Linked DNA regions of Hordeum vulgare: region 1 is linked to region 2. Evidence: chromatin contacts called from public Hi-C data. All regions are on one chromosome and are shown on one strand. Each heading gives the region's core, a stretch centred on a gene start, on an enhancer-like site or on the middle of the called end of the contact. The rest is flanking DNA. Distances are from core to core; before and after follow the strand shown. Region 1 holds the start of LOC123411923 (stromal processing peptidase, chloroplastic). Region 2 holds the start of LOC123411551.

Region 1 (2,700 bases), core at 101-2,600, 290 kb after region 2:
AAATCTAGCTTTTGTATAAAAATAACTACTTGTATGGTTGTCTACCCCAAGATATATAAATATATTATTTACTTTGATTTATTCGGTTAACCATTCGTTTTTTCAATATATACCATAAAAATCAATTTTCAAAACGGCATGAAAAGTTCATACCATATCAAAAAAAATAAACCCATTGTTAAGGAAATCGTAAATGGTAGTTGTTTGGTCGATTTGGGAGTAGCGATTAATCGATGAATCATCCCATTAACTGGATTAATCGGGCGATTATTAATCGATAGATTAACTCGGAATATGCGAACATATTCTAGTTTTTTTAATGAATTATACCCTACTCTCATGCTGTCAGCTATATAGTATACCAAAACATGCTACTGTTTAATCAAATCCTAGCTATTGAGGAGCGAGAGGACCATAGGAGAGGTTACATGTCAAAAATTTGGACTTTGTTTCCCCACGAGTTAATAGGCTAGTTGTGGTTAATCATCTTGACAACCGATTAATCGGTTTGACGGGTCAGTTAATGGGCTTGATAGGCCATTTAATCGGCCTTACAGGCCATTTAATCGACCTGACAAGTTAAAATGATGAATAAGTGTTATTTGAATCGGCCATCAACAAGTAGCGATTAACTGACACATTAACCGATTAATCGAACGAATTCTTAAACATTAAAACCATAAAAATGATTCGGTTCGGTTTATTTTTAGTATGTTTTTTTGATTCGGTTTATTGTCAGTATGTTTCTTGATTCGGTCTTAAAATGCACAGGGTGACTTCCGACATCATAAGAGTCTAAAACATGAATTATAATTGGATGGGGATACAGTGTGCAACGCATTCATGGAGTGATCTGCGAATAGTCAAGCAATAATGGACCGTCAATGATGGATGACCTGACTATTCTAAAAAGACGAGAATCTCCCCGCAAATGCTTATGTGCTGGAAAATCTGAAACAAAAGAAATGTTAAGGCCTTTTGTAATAAAGAATCTCTCACAACGAGAGTGGTGCAATAATCAAGGACGAGGCCAAGACGTAGGTCATAGCCGAGGCTAAATTTTTGAACAATTTAATTTCGGGAAAGTGATTTTTTCTGTTTTGATTGGACCATGTTGTCTTGTAAGCTTGAAATTTTGTCTAAACTTTTTCTTAATAATTAATGGAACAAGACAAAACTTTTGCCTTTTTTTTTATTTTTAAAAGGGAAGACTTCCGGCACCAACTCGCGAGTCAGGAGGATATTTGCGTCCCCACCTCTCGCAGCCGCGAAAGCCGCCGTGCCGGCCCCCAACTCCTCGATAGGCCCCAGCCTATTTTACCCTCACAAAAACACCAAAATGCCCAGAAAAGACTAGTAATAGAGAGAGAGAGAGAGAGCAGCGTTCTCTCGCTCTCCTATCCTCCCCTCCCCCCCCTCCGGGCCATCCCACCCATGGCCTCCTTCCCCTCCCCCTCCGTCGTCGCGGCTGCGGCGGCCGCGCCCCCGCGCCTCGCCCCGGGCCTCTCCCTCTCCGCCGCCGCCGTGCACCACTCCTCCCACGCCTTCCGCCCACGCGCCTCCCTCACCCTGCGCCCCTCCGCCACCGCCGCGCCCGCCAACCCCCTCCGCTGCACGCACCGCCGCGCCGTCACGCCCAGGTGAGTACTGACCCACGCCGCCCGCGAGGGCCCACCGGGTTTGTTAGCGAATTGCTGATTCGCGTCCTTCTGTGCGTGCCTGCCCGCAGGTCGAGGAGGCGGACGCAAGGGCTCGGGGCGGCGTCTGCGTCGTCCGCTGGGATTCTCGGCGAGGAGAGGGACGGGTGCCTCTCCTGCTTCCCGAGGAGCCGGAGGCGGGGACGACCCGGGCTCGCCAGGTTCGCGCCCTGCGCGCTCCCGCACACCTCGGGCTTATCGCTACACAGCCGGTGGAGCGGGCCTAAGGTTTGTTTTCCTCTGAATTGATGGATTATTAGGCAGCTATATCTTTCTGTTAACGGATTGCACGTGGTGACTGCTGGGGAAAAGTGCCTTGTTCTTTACTTCTCTTCTTAATATATGTTCTGCCTGGTTCCTTAATTAGTGGTGCGAATTATGGAGGGTATATGAGCAGCACAATAAATGTGGACTGACCATCAGTACAAGTGTAAACAGAATTAAGCGTTATTTTTTCTACTAAAGGGATTCCCTGGTTTCTATGTCCATGAAGCCTGCACATGTTTGTTTTTCCATTAACTGTCAAGCTAAATGTTGAGCCTCACTAGCGGGAGGTTTTGTACTGCAAATATTGTACTTCCTCCGTTCCTAAATATAAGTCCTTTTAGAGGTTACTAGAGAACTATATACGGATGTATATGGACATACTTTAGAGTATAGATTCATTCATTTTGCTCCGTATGTACTCTCCTTGTGAAATCTCTAAAAAGACTTATATTTAGAAATGGAGGGAGTACCAAGCAAACATATAGCGAGAGGGCAGTTGCTTATCGGTATTTGAGTATGCAGCAAGCTAAATGTTGAAGGCACTGACTTAACTTTTTGATGTTTCTCAGACCAGGCGTAGTCATATATTACGTGCTGCTGGACCTGACGAACCACATGTTGCAAGTCCAACATGGTCTGAGACAGCTCTTGATAAACCTTATGACCCCACGATAAGAAACGGGGCGCTTGAAGATGTCCTGGACACTCCTCTTCCGTCCCATCCAAAGCTAATAAG
Region 2 (2,700 bases), core at 46-2,545:
GATGCATAGATCTGATCCAAGGGTGGCTGAGCAGTGTCGTACAAAGTCGTAAGAAAAATATCGTACGCATAGCACTGCTCTTTACCCTGCGAGCGCGGGAAACCCAGGGCTAAGAGTGTACAATATCAGTTACTAACTGCCTAACAGGGTACTCTACTTGTTCATTTCTTTCTCAAACAATAGAATCAGACAATCTGGAAACAGGATTGCATAATCATCCAATCAACAGCATTCAGTGCATACAAGGAACTGACAACAGACTCACCTGGGCATCAGGGAGGCTTGACCGCCATCAGCATGAGCTGAAAATGGAGAATTCACTTCCATGTCACCATTGTCTGCCTCATCACGAGTGTCAGAGTCCGCGAACGAGCTTGAGCACTCCGTGCTATCCCCTCCTCGCTCGTCAGTCGAGTCGTCCGGACTCGCCATGGGCGGCTTATAGGAGGAGGAAGCTATCCCCACAAAATCGGCACCCGCAGGCCGGGTGCAAGGGGCGAGAACGGTGCCTTCGCAGTGCTCGGGCTCGGGCTCGGATTTCACCCGCACCTTGCCCAGATTCTCCTTGGCCCCGTCGCCCTTGCCGTTGACATCCACAGCCGGGGCAGGGTCATCTGAGGAGTCGATGCCGTCCTCACAAACAGCTGTGGCCGGGTCATCTGAGCGGAATTCACCGGGCACAGAACCGCCTCCGGGAGCGACGGAACGCTCCCCGTCGTCTTCGGACTTGAGCGCGTTCTGGGTGTTGTTGCCGCCGCCGACCTCGCCCTCGACGTCCAAAGCCGGAGCCGAAGCCGAAGCCGGCGCCATGGCTGGTCGGCGAGCGACGGAGAGATCCCCGAGGCGGAATCAGAGAACCCTGCGGCGGATTACAGCAACAACCGCTGAGAAATTCGCACAAAGAGCAACCCAGCGGGCACGAAAACAGAGGACGTCGCGGGAAAAAAAAGGAAGATCCAACTGCGCATGGCACGGGCGAGAGAGACGCGAGACAGGGCAGGGCCGTAGGCGTAGGGGATTGGGCTTACCGGCGGGGCCGCGAGGGGCGGCGAACTCCGATGAATCGCCTGCGGGGGAGGATCAGGGCGACCGGAATGGGGGCTGGGGGCTGGGAATTGGGGGGTCTCGGCCCGGAGACGAGAGATCGATTTGGGGAGAGATTCCGTTGGCTCCACTGTGTTGTTGTGTTTGCGCCTGTTTCTTGCGGAGGAAGAGGAACGGGCGTCCCCGAGCGCTCGCTCGCTCTCTCTCTCTCTGTGTTTCTTTTTTTTTCCCCGCTGCTGCTCACCGTTTGATGGGGTCGGGCGAGCGAGCCGTGGAAAAGCGTCTCGCCTATGCCTGGTCTGGCGAATTATAACGGCGCAGCGCCAGCATGCCGTCACCCAGTCCTGCATTAGGCCTTCCGTAATGATAGTATCTTGGCACAATATCATAGGCAAAATGCTGACGTGGCACTATATTTATTGAGGAAAGAGGAGGTTGTTGTATCTTATTTAGGATACGGCTCTTGCACGGTATCATAGGCAAAATAACTTGTTAGACCAATCACATATTAGTATGAGGCCAAAATCATTAAATACATGCTTACTAAGATACGACACTTAACATACAATACATTAGGATGGTTGTATCTAACGATCGTATACTACCTAGGATACCGCGCTAAGAGACAATGCATTACGGAAAGCCTTACGATCTGGATACGATGGCTCGTCATTTCAACAACAACAAAAAAAGAATACGATGCCTCGTTAACTTATTGTATATCTTTTTTTTGTGTGTGTGGGTGGGGGGGGGGGGGGATTGTGTCTTTGCAAACACGAAGGTCCCACCGTTGCGGCTTGGTCCTCCTCCTATCTCCGATCCGGCGGTCTCGTCGACCGTCCGAGGAGTAGAGACCCGTTCCTTTCGTTGTTCTTAGTTAGCTCTAACAGGTCCTTGTTTTCTTAAATTTTTGATTCCATGGCAATATCGGTGGTGAGTGGAAGCGGTGATGATGCGGTGGAATAGGGTCTTTTTTCTACCTCAACAACGTCCAATCTAACACCGACGAAGGGCCTATGGGAGTAGGTCTTGCCATATTTATTACTTATCTTAGATCTTATTAGTTTGTGAGTCTATAAAAATCAGTTAACTGGTTCTTGGGACGACAACTTTGAACTTTTCTTTCAGTTTGTTTGGAGTATGGCCCGATTTCTTCAATGTCATGAATTGATGGTGAGGGATTGCGAGTATTGATGTTGGTTTTCTCCAAAGGTCATCATGTAGACCCTTAAGAGGGCGTTGTCGTGAGTGGCGAGTGTAAAACATGTTCCATTAACTACCGCACTACCACCCTCGATTTCATCGACGTTTCAGTGAAGAAGGTGAATGGGGATCTTTGAAGACTCACACGGATGTATGGTGAGCCCAACTGGCACTACAAGGAATATGGTTGATAATGACCCGCCATTTTGGTCACTGAATTGCCATTATTTATGATTAGCTAAATGTTCGTGCGTTGTCACGGAAAAAAATAACAATGTTGTACTGGTTGTATTTGTCCCCTCGCCTCCATCTCTTCTTTCGTTGGTTTAAAATTTTCTCAACACATATCTTATTTATCTTACCACACCAAGACAAATTTTGCTCTTTCTCCGCTTTATCTGAGTATATTCCTTGCTCTAGCTTCGGTGTCACTACACTACTTTATTCCAGATA

Evidence for each region. A called contact is a pair of places that touch in the nucleus more often than the background predicts.
Region 1: a contact with region 2 is called in a Hi-C map of leaf, with 8 times the contacts expected there. The contact joins the promoter of LOC123411923 here to the promoter of LOC123411551 in region 2. A contact is called at or near these places in 5 of 6 Hi-C or Micro-C datasets (leaf, seedling and an unstated tissue) and 1 of 1 datasets of contacts at active chromatin or transcription factors (embryo).

What each region holds. Positions count from the first base shown.
Region 1 is chr7H:546,712,144-546,714,843 of MorexV3_pseudomolecules_assembly, forward strand. It overlaps LOC123411923 (stromal processing peptidase, chloroplastic), which reads left to right and starts at 1,351. Exons shown (of 25, transcript XM_045104881.1): 1 at 1,351-1,640; 2 at 1,730-1,925; 3 at 2,534-2,700. The coding sequence starts at 1,435.
Region 2 is chr7H:546,421,590-546,424,289 of MorexV3_pseudomolecules_assembly, forward strand. LOC123411551 reads right to left here and starts at 1,296. Exons shown (of 5, transcript XM_045104516.1): 1 at 1,029-1,296; 2 at 266-859. The coding sequence starts at 810.